2 separate regions of the Pan troglodytes genome follow, and region 2 is linked to region 1. A link is a contact called in public Hi-C data. All regions are on one chromosome and are shown on one strand. The core of a region is the stretch at or near the end of the contact, and the rest is flanking DNA. Distances in the headings are between cores, read along the strand shown.

Region 1 (7,938 bases), core at 1,448-3,947:
TTTCTGAGGAGAAATTCAAACTGGCTGCAGAAATTTGCATAAGTAACGAGGAGCTGAATGTTAATCCCCAAGACAATGGGAAAGGTGTCTCCAGGGCAAGTCAGAGGTCTTCATGGCAGTCCCTCCCATCACAGGCCAGAAGGCCTGGGAGAAAATGGTTACCTGGGCCAGGCCCAGGGTCCCCATTCTGTGTGCAGCCTAGGGACTTGGTGCCCTGAGTCCCAGGCACTCCAGCGGTGACTAATAGGGGCCAAGGTACAGCTCAGGCTGTTTCTTCAGAGAGTGCAAGCCCCAAACCTGGGCAGCTTCCATGTGGTGTTGGGCCTGTGGGTGCATACAAGTCAAGATTTGAGGTTTGGGAACCTCCACCTAGATTTCAGAAGATGTATGGAAATGTCTGGATGCCCAGGCAAAAGTTTGCTGCAGGGGTGGGGCCCTCATGGAGAACCTCTGCTAGGGCAGTGTGGAAGGGAAATGTGGGGTCAGAGCCCCCATACAGAGTCCCTACTGAGGCATAGCCTAGTGGAGCTGTGAGAAGAGGACCACCATCCTCCAGACCCCAGAATGGTGGATCCACCAACAGCTTGCGCCGTGTGCCTGGAAAAACCATAGACACTCAAGGCCAGCCCCTGAAAACAGCCAGAAGGAGTGCTGTACCCTGCAAAGCCACAGGGGCGGAGCTGCCCGAGACCATGGGAACCTACCTCTTTTGTGAGCATGACCTGGATGTGAGACATGGAGTGAAAAAAGATCATTTTGGAGCTTTAAGATTTGACTGTCCCGCTGGATTTCGGACTTGCATGGGGCCTGTAGCAACTTTCTTTTGGCCAATGTCTCCCATTTGGAATGGCTACCCAATGCCTGTACCCACATTGTATCCAGGAAGTAACTAACTTGCTTTTGATTTTACAGGCTCATAGGCAGAAGGGACTTGCCTTGTATCAGATGTGGACTTTTGAGTGAATGCTGAAATGAGTTAAGACTTTGGGGGACTGTTGAAAAGGCATGATTGATTTTGAAATGTGAGGACATGAGATTTGGGAGGAGCCAGGGGAGGAATGATATGGTTTGGCTGTGTCCCCACCCAAATCGCATCTTTAATTCTCACGTGTTGTGGGAGGGACCTGGTGGGAGGTAATTGAATCACGCGGGCAAGTCTTTCCCATGCTGTTCTCGTGATATGAAAAAGTTTCATGAGATCTAATGGTTTTAAAAAGAGGAATTCCCGTGCACAAGCTCTCTCTCTTTGCTTGCTGCCATCCACGTAAGACATGACTTGCTCTTCCTTGCCTTGTCATGATTGTAAAGCTTCCCCTGCCACGTGGAAGTTTAAGTCCAATTAAACCTCTTTCTTTTGTAAATTGCCCAGTCTCAGGTATGTCTTTATTACTAGCATGAAAACAGACTAATACAATATGTCATACAAGAGAAATAGGAAATGATAGCACTAAAAGCAATGCTATGAACGTAACAGCCCCAAGCATTAAGGAATCAGGTTATTAATTGTTACCTGAAATAAACCATGTAAATGTTTTCTCAAAGTTTTATTTTTTAAAATCCATCATTGTGCCTTTGAAGTAGGAACTTTGGAAGTTTTAGAAGTGACACTCCTATAGTACTTATAGCAAAAACTACATCTTTCACGAGCAGTTTGGACTGGATTTCTACATCTATCATAACATGGATACATTTAATTTTCTAAATATCGAACGTTTCTTCTCCAGTCGTGTTCCTCATGGAGAAAGAGTCCCAGCAAAAAAACAAATGCCGAAGCAAGGCCCCAAGCTTCTAACTACTTTTGCTGAGTGACGGGGAACGCTAGCACCTTATTAGTTAATCCCAAGGGGAAGGTCTGCCATGCCGGAACTAGCAGCCCTCAGAGTCTAAAACGTGGAACATATAACATCCTACTCGCATGCTCACACATACGCATTTGCACATGGGCTGACTTACATCCAGGAGACAGCCCCTGAGCTCTTTACAAATTGCAGAGAAGCCCAGGAAATCAGCTCTAAAGATGATGTGCCTCTGCTCTGCTTCAGAGGCTCCAACTCATCCTAACGGCCCTGAGAGGTTTCCATGATCAAATCCAGGAGCAGGAGGCAGAAGAGCTGAGGCTCACAAATGGCCCATCCGGGCTTTTCCGTGGAGCCCGTTTCTGCCCGACCCCCCGGAGGAATGTAAACGATCTGTTCAGGACTGAACTGCTTTACCCTCGAGGATGTAAATTATTCATTACCCCCTCCTTCTTGCACATTTTGCCGTTCATTTGCTCCATCTACTCCCTGCTCTATCTTTACTAATTTATCTCTAAGCTACCTCAATTGCCTTCTGCTCTGCTCCCCTCAGAAACTTAAAAACGAAACCGGATTCATTAGCCAAATAACTGGATTAGAGCTCTCTTCAACATATCAGACAGTAGAGAAAGTTGCTTTGTAATTTCTTTGATATTCAGCCTTTTAGAAAGCAATTCCTTAAATTACTCTGTTTAAATCTTTGAACTACTTAACTTTCTTTGATAGCACGCTAACATTGCACTAAAACCTGTGCAATGTTATGAAAACTTTAATTTCTGTAGTCAGTGCTTCCACATGAACAGCAGGGGGCAGTAGGATATCAAGAATTGAAGAAATTGTCCTGGGCTCTGAGAAACACTGTTGAATTACTGCAGTGGGTCTGTGTACTCGTGATGATCTCAGCTCTCGGATGAAGTCTTTTGTTTTGTGTCCTATTTTACAATGCACCGTTCAGTTTTCTATATGAGTTGTGGCTTAGTCACAGTATTTCACTGTGACAGCTTAGCTTAAGAAAAAGAAAAGTGCAGGAGAAAAAAAAAAGGAGGAAAAGAGAAAGAAAACATGTAAATGCTTCCCAATAAAACACATCATGAAAAGGAAAAAGTAATCCTGTGTATACATATAAAGTTTGTCCCTTCTCTGTTCCTATCCTGGACACAGTTTTTCTAGATTACAGACTGAATTCATCCCTATTCCTCCCCAACACACACACACACATGCACACATTTGCCATATAGTTTTCTGTCAAAACAGATTTCCTATAAAAAGAAAAACAAAAAATACAAAAAACTCTTTAAAAACTAATACTTGACTTTTTAAAAAAATTCAAAAAAATCTCATTTTCTGTCCTTTAATCAAGCTTCTGAGTATAGAATTTTAGTGTTTTCATGCTTTTTGAACATGTATTAGTCAAAATACCTTTCATTAATATGAATGTTGCAATAAAATTCTTCCTCTGTAAATGTACAGCTTCAGATAAATAGCCAAAAGCTATAGTTGTTATCTATATCTGATACGTTTGGAGGTAGGATATGAACTACAAACTGAAATATGAGAGACTTGAAGAACAGTCAAGGATTCCTGCAATCGTACAGGTTGGGAAAGGTGCTTTAGTAATCCAACCACCAAAGTTAGCAAATACGAAGCTACTTTCATGCATAATTTGAGTTGTACCCAAAATATCATACCCGCAAGCCTAGTTTCCTCTCCTACCTAGGCTGGAATTCCCAGGGTTATTTATGTGTTCTCATAGAGTTATTAATTTATTACTGTGGTATGGCAGATGTATTATTTCAACATCTGGTACCAAAATTTCTCTTGAAGGAGGGATTCTCTGCTCCCTACTGACAGGGCCCTATCTGATCCTCTGGTCTTATCTCCTACTGTTCTCCTGCTTACCAACTTTGATCACACCAGCTCCCTTGCTGTTCCTTAGAGCACACTAGCTACTCTATGCCTCAGGGCCTTGGCCCTAGCTGTCCTCTGTCAGGAACAATCTTACCTCATTTATCCAAACGATTCATTCTTTTGCCTATTTCAAGTGCAAAAATCACTTCCTCCGTGAGGCCTTCCCTGATCACTATTTAAAATAGAATATTCTCCCCAGCATTTTTTATGCACCCTTTCTCCTTTATTTTCCTCAATAGCACGTATCACCATCAAATATGCTACATATTACACAGGTAAATATAATACAGGAGATAGCTGAGACCAAACATATCAGCCAACAGAGGGCTCAACCTCAGTGTTAAAACAAAAAGAAAAACAGGTTGATTTCAAAGGAAAACCCAACTCTATGCTGTATATAAAAGACAAAGACCCACCTAAAACAAAACAATTCAGAAATGCTAACAAGGAAAGGAAGGATGGGTAAAGTTCTACTGAGAAAATGCAAATTAAAAAAAGAAAGAATTGAGATTTTGCAATTCAATAAAATAAAATTCAGACCAAAAACCGTTATTGAGACAAAGAACATCTTATAATCCTAAAGGCTACAATTCCCAGTGAAAATAAAAGATTTATGAAAAGGTATGCAGTGAATAACACAGCAGCTACTTTCATACAGTAGGAATTATAAGAGATTCAAAGAGAAATTGAAATACACTAATAATAGCAGACTATAGTACATTTCTCTTAATTAGACAAAAAAATACAAAAACACTTAGAAAATTGACTCTAATTTACAATACAGACATGTATGCCCCAGTAAATCACATAAAAATGATCTAAATATTCACCATAATATGATAAAACTAGAAATTTATAATCAAAACATAAGAAAGCCCCATTTTGAAATTTAAAATTTTTCTATTAAACATAGCTTGTCTCAAAGGGAAATATCAATTGCTAATGAGAATTTCTAGAAAAAAATGAGAACATGATATTAGAGTTGACAAGATGCAGCTAAAGAGTGTTCAGAACAAAACTGATAATTTAAATAAATAATGAAATTATGAATTAGATATTCCACTCAAAAAGAAAACGTTAGATATATTTAAGGTTCTTTTCCATTTTGGATTTTGGATTTAATTTTCTTTTTAATTGAGCAACCTAGATTTTTCTTTTTTTTTTGAAGGAGTCTCCCTCTGTCACCCAGGCTGCAGTGCAGTGGCGCAATTGGCCAGTCTGCTCTTGAACTCCTGACCTTGAGTGATCCACCTGCCTCAGCCTCCCAAAGTGCTGGGATTACAGGCATGAGCCACTGCACCCAGCAAGCAACCTAGATTTTAAAACAACATGAGATAAATAAGCCTAATTGTATTTAACTACATCTAACATTTTTACTAATAGTTGTAATACTGGTAGATTTTGGAAACTATTATATATATTATGCAGAAAAGTAAATAATTCTGTTAATATCATTTAGGAGCCATGATTTTCAGCACAGGGGAAAGAAGATGCAATATAAAATCAAATAAGTAAAAACTCTATAACCTTCTATTAGAATTGGATTACCAACATAAATTTATTATTTATTTTCATCTTTCTTTGAAAAACTACATCTCCCCTAGATCTTGTGTTGAAGAGTCTGGGAAATGATAAGCCATTTAACCATGAACATCTTTCAGTGCAGATTGTAGCATCCAAATACCTTTTTCACTGGAAGCAACAAGGACACCTTTGAGAAATGGCTGATTCTAGGTCTGAGGCAGTAAATGTACAATATGAGACTGGAACTCTTACAGTGTCAGAAAGCAAGTAAGCTCTCAAGACATTCGAGCTTGTGTCAAATAAACAAAGGAGCCAAAAATGGCCAAAGACGGGCAATTTGAACTTCAAAATGGATAATCACTGCAATTATATAAAAGTGTAAAAAGAGATACAGATACAATCAACATGAAACTCCTAGAAGCAACAGGAGATTCAATATGGTAGCAAGATACAAAATTAGACATAGAAATCAGTACCTTCATTTATGTAAGAATCTAGCCGTTATAAGGAAAAGTGGAAGAGATAATCCCCCTTACGATACCAACAAAGAAGAGAAATACTCTAAGAATAAACTTAACAAGTGAAAAACCTTTATGATGCTTCCTTGAAAGACACAAAGCTGAAACTTGAGCAAGAGAAAAAATAAACCTTGCTTTTCAAAAGGAAAATGCAACATCATAAACTGAAAAGGTATGCAGAAGGTTTTTTTTTTTGAAAGTACTTTTATGGGGCTATATTCTATAGTTAACATGAAAAAATAACCCAGCATTAAAAAAAACACTTAAGAAAACAGCAATGATACAGTCTAGCCCTACCAGATACTGAAATATAGTCTCTAATAAAAACAGTATATTAGCCCATAAGTAGACAATAAGATCAATGCGGGGAAAAAAGAAAATATATCTTAGACCCAATTACAATGTGGAAATTTACGTATGTGATAAACATATTTCAAATCGCTGGTCAGGGAGGTGCTTTTTAAATTAAATGTTATGACAGCTAAAAAGTCATTTGAAAATAGATAAAATTGGATACATCACCTAGGTAGAATTCCTGCATATATGTTTGTGTGTACATATCTATTACTCGTGAATCTTATAACGAGGAACCAATCTGACATCTCCAAATTGAAGGATATTCTGGAAGACCACTGGGCTAGACTTTTCAAAAATGTCAATACCAGGAGAAACAAACAAAAGAGGCTAGGGAACTGCTCTATATTGAAGGAAGCGAAAGAGACTTGACAACTGCAATATGTGGTTCTTATTGATGCACTATGTGATTCTTGTTAAATCTCGGATTTACATTTTACAAACTATAGGGTAAAGAAGGACATTTTGGGACAATTGAGGAAATTCAAATATGAAATATAGATTATTGTAATATAACAATGTTACATTTCCTAAGTATGATGATGTGCATTGTGATCCTGTGGTCCTCAATTGAGGCAATTTTGCACCTCTCCTTTTTCCCCCAACCCTCACCACCACCCCTGCCCCCCTCAACCCCCCCAACCACACCGTTTGGGTTTAGCAGTGTCTGGAGGCATCGTTGGCTGTCACAACTGGGGGAGGGGGTTGCTACTGGCATCCAATGGGTAGAGGCCAGGGATGTTGCTAAATAGTGATTGTTTAGCACAGGACACCCCCACCCCACCCCGTCACCCCCACCTTACGGGTACAGACAGCAAAAACTCATCCTGCCCAAAATGTCAATAGCGCGGGGTTGAGAAACCCTGATGTAGAACAATCCCTTATTCTTAGGGGATACATACTGAGATATTAGGCTGAATCACATGACATTGTCTCTTGCGTAGGTCAAGTATCGGCAATATTTAAGGACGAAGGGTTATGACGTTCACAACAAACTCTCAAAATAATGAACAAGCCCTTCCGCCCCGGCTGTCCCGCGACCTAGGGGACCCGAGAAGGGCGCACTCGCACGGGCCGCGGAGGCCAACGCCGAGCCTGCGCGGCGGGAGGCGCTGAGAACTCACTGCGCACGCGCCGGTCGGCTGGCCGCACCCACGCGGCGCAGCTCCCAAAGTTGCAGACAGCCCGGCGAACCGCGCAGTGCGCTTCTTCTGCCTGCAGCAGAGAAAAGGAAAGAAAACTCCGCAGGGGCTCCGTTGGCTTCTTCACGAGTGACAACCATGTTTTCCCAGATAGAAGACCGGAGCCCTGCTCCTTTGCGATCCGCCGAGGGCTGCAGAGAGCATCCTCATCCATTTGGGCACCCCTGCCCAGGAAGAGCCCGGCCATCCCTTTCCAGACTGGATCCTTAAGAGGTGAATTTTCTTCCGTGGATTCCGATTTGCTCCGTCTGACCAGCCTAGGCAATCCAGCATCGCGTGGTACCAGTGCCGCTGGGCACACTCGCTTCACGCCGGCTCCGCCTCACCAGCAAGCGCATTCCCAGGTAAAAATTTTAAATACCTTAGAATTCTTCTGCCTAGAGTCTCTAATCAAGAAGTTTACCCACTTTTTCTGTAAGGAGCCAGAAAGCAAATACTCTAGAATTTGGGCCTGGAACTGTCTCTGTAGCGTATTCGTCGTTGTTTTGAAAATGTAAAAACCACTCTTAGCTGCTGGCCTTACAAAAATAGAATCATGAGGACTGTGAAGATTAGAGACTAATCACAAATTCACCCAGCACAGAGGCTAGAGCGCCAGTGAGTCCTCCGCCCCTTCCCAGGCCCGACCATAGTTTT
Region 2 (7,938 bases), core at 1,595-4,094, 290 kb after region 1:
GAGCCACGATGCCTGGCCCAGTGGTGAATTTTTAATGTGTACATGAATATACATATTGAGACTACATGCTCAAACATTTTACTGATAGCAATGTGTGATCTAAAAGTTTGAAGACCGCACCTCTAAATAATTCTGCTAAGCTAAGTGTAATTCAACAAAAATATCTTGTGACCATAAAAATATGAAGAATGTTTTCCTATGGTTGGAGGTTGGGGATAAGAGTGGGGAGTAGGCTAGGCTTTTCTATTTTTCACAACATAGTTCTACTAGCAAATAATGCACAACACTTCACTCTGCAATTAAATGTAGCAACTCCTGTCGACTTTTTTTCCTTTTCAAAAAGGAGCACAGTGAAATTCTAAGAAAGTTTTTTTGGTTTTCCCTCTAATTCCCTCTTGCCTCTGAAGTTCACGATTTGGAGGGAAGGGTTGTCAAATTACTCAAAACCTGTGCTGGGTATTAAAAGTCCTCAGTTTAAGTTCCTTCTTCATTATCATTCTGTGCAATATGGAGCAGGCTATATAACTTGTCCCTGACTCATTTCTCCTATGGGTAAACTAGAGGTGATAATACTTAGCACTGACCTCAGAGCAGTGTAGTGTGGATAAAGAACATTTTGTTCCTTGTGTCAACTAAATGAAACTGCCATTAATAGACTTTTTTTTTTTTTTTTTTTGAGACGGAGTCTCGCCCTGTCCCCCAGGCAGGAGTGCAATGGTGCAGTCTGGACTTACAGCAACCTCCACCTCCTGGGTTCTAGTGATTCTCCTGCCTCAGCCTCCCGAGTAGCTGGGATTACAGGTGCCCACCACCATGTTCAGCTATTTTTTGTATTTTTAGTAGAGACGGGGGTTTCACCGTGTTGGTCAGGCTGGTCTCGAACTCCTGACCTCAGGTCATCCACCCGCCTCCATCTCACAAAGTGCTGGGATGACAGGTGTGAGCCACCGCGCCCGCACCTAATACAAACTTTGATATTATCTGTTTAAAATGCTGTGATTGGCTGGGCGCCGTGGCTCATGCCTGTAATCTCAACACTTTGGGAGGCTGAGGCAGGTGGAACACCTGAGGTCAGGAGTTCGAGACCAGCCTGACTAACATGGTGAAACTCTGTCTCTACAAAAATACAAAAATTAGCCAGGCGTGATGGCAGGTGCCTGTAGTCCCAGCTTACTCGGGAGGCTGAGGTGGGAGAATCTCTTGAACCCGGGAGGCGGAGGTTGCAGTGAGCTGAGATCACGCCATTGCACTCCAGCCTGGGCTACAGGGTTAGACTCCATCTCAAAAATAAAATAAAATAAAATAAAATAAAATAAAATAAAATGCTGTGATTTTTATATACTTTTCCTTTTAAAAATGATTTTTCTAAAAAAATAAACATCACATTTCTAAATACCACTTTGTTTTCTGAACTTTTTAAACTTTTCTGATTTTGTTTCTCTTTCTCCCTCTTACACAGGAGTGCTCACATGCACACATACACTCTTTTAACAATTTTATGGATGCGAGAGAAAAACCTTAAGACAGCATCAAGGAAATAAAAGGGGAATTGAAATAAGTTGCCTTAGTCGGGTTTTCTTTAAGTTTTAAAGCTACTTACCTAGGCCATAAAATCGTAGTGTTTATGTAATCTCCAAAATGTTTGTATTTAAGAATAATTCACCAACTCTTAAAACGGAAGGAACCCTAAGAAAACATCTAGGCCTAAGATAATGCCTGACACATAGTAGATGCTGAATAAACATTTAATTGAGGGAATCTGGAAAAGCTTCTTATTTTAATCTTAAAAATCAAAATCAAGTCTGAGCATTGGAGAGGTTAAGTAACTTGCTCAAGATTGCTCAGCTGGTTAAAGAGTTTAATCTACAATTTATTCCTTCTAATTTCCAGCTTTGACTTCTTTCCACCAACCTGTTGACTTATTTGTATTGAACTGTCTCACATAATCTTCCGAAGTTGCATTGTTGAAAAACAATCAGAAAGACCAGTCCTGAGGTTCATCATCTCCAAAAGTCATGCAACATATGATGTTCACATGAGATGCGAAATATGTAAAGAATCATATATTTTTATACATAATATGCAAAATATAAATCATGTGTATATTGAATCAAAGGTCTGTTTTGAAGGCTAAGGGTCAATAGCCAATCCTCCATGACTTATTTTACCTAACAGCACAGTTTGCATGTCCACACAGGTGATGGCAGTCCACTGACCAGTTAAAAGTTGTTTGGCTATTTCAGCAAAATGTTTATCTTTGTGTGTTGTTATATTGATTTTTTTGAATCTACCTACGAATGAGGCACTAACAACCTCAATGCATTAGAGTCCTGATAAACTTATCTTGCACTATTTTGGCCTATGTGATAGCTAACCCATTGACAAAAGAAATCCAAGGTGATAAAAGCCTTTCTTGGCCACTTGTTAGCCGGGTCAGGCTGTAAAATCGTAACACAATGCAGGCCTCTTCCATGGGGCACCAAAAGGCAGCGATGAAAAACCCCCCTCACTTCCATATCCAGTGGAGTTGTAGTTTATTACCATAACCCTCCCAAGTCAAAAGGACACCAGTTTCAAGCCTTGCAACTTGGTGCAGACAGGGGTTTTCCCCTTTACCCCACTCTGCTGGGCCTCTTTACCTGTCCTCTCCTACTGTCTACAGGTCCCGAACATTAGAAAATAGAAAATGTGATGATCTTTGTGTGTCTCTGTAAAATGTGTGTATGTGTGCGTGTGTTTGGGTGTAACGGGCCTCTTGTTTGGCTGCGCGGCCTGTCCGTCACTGCGCGGGCCAATGGCAGGCTGCCTTATATAAAATGAGTGTTTTCAGTCTCTCCGGGTTGCATGTACTGTATGTGGAGCAGTGTACAGTGAAGCGGAGGCAGAGCGGCTCCGCGAGCTTCTCTCCACTTTCCCATAGAGAAACCCTGACTGGCCGCTGAGGGCTAGCTACACACACGCCCTCACGCCCGGCGAGCCCGCGAGGTAGGCGCCCCCCATCCCCAGCCCTCCCCGGGCGCACTCCCCTCACTTTCTGTTTTCCTACTCACTTGCGAGCCGCCGGGCTGCAGCCCCAAGGACTCCGCGGCAGGAGCAGCGGCGGCGGCGGCGGCGGCGGCGGCGGCAGCCGGTAGGGTGGACTTGAGGAAGACGGAGGGAACCCCGCGCGTCCGGAGCCGCCGCCAGCCGGCCCGCTCCCTGGGCACTTTCCCCCTCCGCCAAAACTTTGGGTCGGGAGAGGTCGGGGGCGAGGGTCGCGGCGGCCGCGCCGGCTGGGGCCGGGGGGCGGGGGGCGCTGAGGCAGTGCCCTGCGAGCGGGAGGCTGGGGGCCGGGCTGGGGAGTAGTAGGCCAGCCGGTGCCAGGCTGCGTTTGCAACCAGCACCTCTCGGCACACAGGCAGCGCCGCCTGAGAGGGGCACGGGCGCCGGGGCGCGGGCTGGAGCGGCCCCAGGAAAACAACAACAGAGCCCTCACGCCGGCGGACGGCTCGTGGCCGCCCCGGGAGCCCCAAACTTCATCTCGGCGAAAAGTACGTGGAGCCCTGCCTGGTCTCGGCTGCCGGGGAGGTGGGGCCTGGGGAGCAGGGGCAGTGGAGGAAGGTACGAGGAGCCAGCCTTCGGTGGATTTATTGAACGTTTCGTCTGCGTTGGTGACCGGGAACAGCAGCCCAGTTGCTCGTTCATCTGGAGAGTTGGGATTTGGGTGTTCCGGCCCCGCAGATCAGTGCCCTCTCACCCCCCACCCCTACCCAAATGCGCGGCGAGTAGAGAAAGTGCTGTTTTAGTGCCAGAGTAGCCTGGAGGAAGAATAGGGGGAGAGGGGGAAGAGGGCGAGGGAGAAGGGGAGAGAGAAGAGGGAGGGAAGGGGGGGGGAGAGAGGGAGACAGAGAGAGAGGGAGAGAGAGAACGGGAGGGAAGAGAGGAGGGGGAAGAGGAGGAGGGAGGCTGTGTCAGGATTTTGCTTGAATGTGGGATTATGTTGTGTCAATAAGTTTAAGGTGGAGAGAGCGAGGCTGAGGGTGGTGGTGGAGGGGAGGAGGAAGGCCTTGGCCGTTTAAAGTCTTGTTTCTGAAGGTAAGTTACGGCTTTGCCTGGTCGCGATGACAGAAAACTTGCAGATCCTTTATCCGGGGATGGGGTCGATGCCTCTAGAACGAGCTCCCTAGCCCTCTTAAGCCACACTCGTGTTACACTGTTATTTGCTGCGATCCGGGTCGCTAGTAAATTACAGAAATCAGACTCGAGGTTTCTTTTCCTCCTCCACCTCGTCTCGCTCACTCACCCTCTGAAATTTATTATCATATTTTATTTATTTTTTGGTATTGTATGAAACTTAACATAACTGAGACCGAACCCGAGTCCTGTAATTTACAAGGACCCTGAATCCCAGAATCTGGAACACGTTTATGTGTGAAATAGCCGCGATCATTTCTGCTAAATGAGGAAGGTAAAACGAAACGATGCAAAAAGCTAAGACACAACATGTACGACAGAGGGGGGGGGGAGAGGGAGAGACAGAGAGAGAAGCTATTTTTTGCTTTCCTTTCTGTAGGAAGGAAAATAAAGCGTGCATTCCCCTTCCTTCCCGGTGTGTAGGGTCTAGTCAATATTTTAACTGTCTGTGGACAAATTAGTCCAGGTGGATCTTGTTGAAAAGTTTCGCGAGGTGGGGTGGAGGTGGGGGGGGGGGCGAAGGGGAAGGTGGGTGGAGGTTGTGGGGGATGGGGACGGAGCGAGCTCTGCCTCTGCTAATGGTCATTGGCCTGGGGCTTTGAAACCATTGCCTGTCCTGCTAATGACACGTCCAGTTCTCTTCTCCCGGCCGCGGACGCCGGGCTGCCGTTCCCGGGGTGGCTGACTGGGACTGGGGTACTTTCCCCGCGCGGGGAGGGGCGTTCTTCGCCATCTCCTGGGGTTGCCCACTCGCGGCGTGGGGGCCCCCACGCGGCCCCCCGCCCCTGCGCGCCGCCGCCACCTCTGCTCGCGCGACTTTTGTAGGCAGCCAGCGGCCCAGGGGCGCCGGGGGTCCCCGGCGCGGACGTCCCCGCGCGGCCACCCCGGGTCCGGCCCCACGCGCTCTGCGCCGCGCGGTCCAAGCCCGGAATGGCAGCGCCGGGCCGGGCGCCGGCGGTGCCTCCCTGGGGGGCAGCGGAGGCAGAGGCAGTGGCTGCGGGATCTTCGCCGGGGCCCGCGGGAGGAGGAGGAGGAGAGGGAGAAGGAGGAGGGGAAGAAGGAGGAAGAGGAGGAGAGGGAGGCGTTTTCTGCCCAGACCGCCGCCAGTTCGAGCAGGCACGGGCACGGGGACACCCCACTCGTTGCTCCTCCGTTATGGAAAGGTGTTTAGCAGACTTTTACGCCCGGAGTGTGGTATTTGCACTTCATTTTTTCCTCCCCCCTCTTTCCCAAAGCAAGATGGACTCTATTCCGTTTCTCTTTCTCCCACTGCCTCTGCCTCTGTCTTGTCAGCCTTTAAGATCGACATTTTGTACTAAGATGCAAACTTGATGGTGACCAGCAACAAAGCCGGGGTGGGATCCCTCGCCCTCTTCCTCCCTCCTTGTTTCCTAGCTCCCCCCACCCCGACCTCGCAGACCTGGTGGCCCTGCACTTGCCGCTGTGGGCTTTGGCGAATGTGTTTTCCCTGGTCGGTTCCTATCTCCAATCTGGGGATTGTGACCCGGGCTGGGTGTTTGGGAGACGGCAGTGGCCGCCCAGGTCTGAAAGGCTGAGGGCTTCGATACCTGGACCCGCTGCCGCCGCGGTGGCACCTCCCGCCGTCTCCTGGGCAAGGCGAGGCTCGGGCTGCCTATCGATCCCTATGATTTGGTTACTGGTGTGTTTGTCCTGGGGGCGGTGATCACTTGTGCAAGTTGATGAATGATCGCGGTGTGGTTTTTGCGTTTGCAGAATGGATCAACTTTCTGCTTTGTACATGTGGGGAGTAGGAAGCGAGGGTACGGGAGATACCCTAGAATGCCAGTTGGGTTGCCCCCCAGCCTCTGCCCTTTCAATACGGGGAGCTTCTTTGCCTTCTGTTCCCACAGTTCTCCAGTGTGGGGGGGGGGTGGTAGAGAAAGGGGAGGGGTTAGTGGGATCTGGACTCCTGGGTTTTGGTACCTTTTCTTCATAGATGTTACAGGACTTGGGACTGTACTATTGTAAAGCCCTACTATACTGATGATGTACCTTTATTTGATACTTTATAGGTCACTATCATATGACAAAGGCTTTGCCGCAGTTCATCTTCCTCCCTGTGTACTTTCCATTTGCCTTCCTGGGTAAGTATGCAAACTGTTCGTACAGGGAAGCAGGATGACAATTAGTAATGACATAAGGGTCTTTATTGTTCACAGAGGAAGATGCTTTATTGGGGTTACAGCACCCCAGAAACCTTGTCTCACTGAGTTTCCCACAGCATAAGTCAGTTTATGATTCTTAGTGTTTAGAATTCAGCTGTGGGTTATTATTAAGATAGTAAATATTCATTTTGTGTTTATCTACAAGTAATTGTCGTTTCAAAACTTATTCTCAAATAGGCATTTTAATTTATAATGAAATTTTACATAGCATTGAAGGTCTAGTAAATTTAATGCTAGACAATACTATAGGAAGAGTGCAGTGTATGAGTGGAGAGAATTATTAAAAACCCAAGGAAGCATTGTGCAGAAGTCCTCTAATTATAGTGACTGACATTTGCTTACTCTCTCTCAAGTTCTCTTTCTTGAGTAATCTGTGGTGTTTGTAACAGTTACTTTTGGGGTGGGGAAAGGTGGGATTGGCAGTGTGGTAAATCTAGCGTTTAGTGCACTAATTTGATTCAAAATTGATCATAATTTCTTTTAAAACTTACATGTTTGGAGAAATTAGGAACAATTCGGTAGCCTGTAAATTTAATAAACAAAGACTTTGAGATCTGTTGTTAAGTGCCTTTTTCAGATATATGACTCCCAAGTGGAAAAATCTGCAAAATATGTGTGGGACAGTAAGTGTGTGGAAAATTTGTGAGAGGTAACAGTGTGGGTAAGAACTGAGGGTTTACAGAGCATTTGAAAGCAGCACAGTGAGCCTAATCTGCAGAAAACCACCTTGTAAGTTTGCCCCTCCATTGTAAAGGAACACCCCAGGTACTCTGAGTTGTTGATGTTTGGAAACTAGTACTAAATTGTGTAAATCAGCTGTAGTGCTTTGTAATATTACCATAGTGAATTTAGAGATTGTATTTTGTGAATGAAAATGAACTTGAACTTACTTTTCTGTGAAAGAAAATTTAGAGACCTCATCTGTGGTGTTTCCTGGATTGCTGACATAATGTGTACATTAACAAAATTATTGTCTTTGTATTAAGAATATAAAACTGTTGTCTTAGTATTGAGTTAGAGGACTAGACCTTTCTGGTAGTGTCCATTTGGTAACAAAATATACTTTCATGTTATTGAAGACTTTAGATAATCTATGTAAGTTTTGCATTGAACATTTAGAAAATCTAGAGAACTTTAGATAATCTGTATATGTTTTGCATCGAACATTTTCTATGGAATATAAATATTGCATTACTGCTGATAATTAGGTGGTTTGTTCACTAAGAGCTCAGAATACATCACATACATAGCAGGCCAATCGGAGTGGTCAAAATGAGAAGGTTCTATAAGATGAATTTAGTGCACACTAAAATACATGGATTTCATTGTCTTTGAGTTTTTTTAAAGCTTGTTTGAAAAGTTTCATTTTGGGCAAGAGTATTCAAAATGCATTCTTGATTACTAAAGAACACCACATTTATACTGTTAGGCACATTATTTTGTTCATTGCAACAAACTATTAATATTCCTTCCCCATGGAAATGTGTTTGACCAATTCAGAAATTAATATGATAGGTTAGTAATGTTGAGAATAAAAGTCTGATAAGTGCTTGTATTTCTTTGAGATATCAAGTGACTG

What was found. A called contact is a pair of places that touch in the nucleus more often than the background predicts.
Region 2: a Hi-C map of stem cell-derived neural progenitor cells shows a contact between it and region 1, with 4 times the contacts expected there. The contact joins the promoter of BBX here to the enhancer-like site in region 1. A contact is called at or near these places in 2 of 7 Hi-C or Micro-C datasets (induced pluripotent stem cells and stem cell-derived neural progenitor cells) and 1 of 1 datasets of contacts at active chromatin or transcription factors (stem cell-derived excitatory neurons).

Annotation. Positions count from the first base shown.
Region 1 is chr2:110,579,379-110,587,316 of NHGRI_mPanTro3-v2.0_pri, forward strand. LOC134809463 (a long non-coding RNA gene) reads left to right here and starts at 7,516. Exons shown (of 4, transcript XR_010155289.1): 1 at 7,516-7,646. It also overlaps the pseudogene LOC460978. Within about 2 kb of position 2,698, at least 10 of the 24 cell types and tissues checked have an H3K27ac peak or open chromatin away from gene starts, as enhancers often do. A contact at or near this core is called in stem cell-derived neural progenitor cells, where this site is marked.
Region 2 is chr2:110,865,270-110,873,207 of NHGRI_mPanTro3-v2.0_pri, forward strand. It overlaps BBX (BBX high mobility group box domain containing), which reads left to right and starts at 2,845. Exons shown (of 18, transcript NM_001280179.1): 1 at 2,845-2,985; 2 at 6,207-6,278.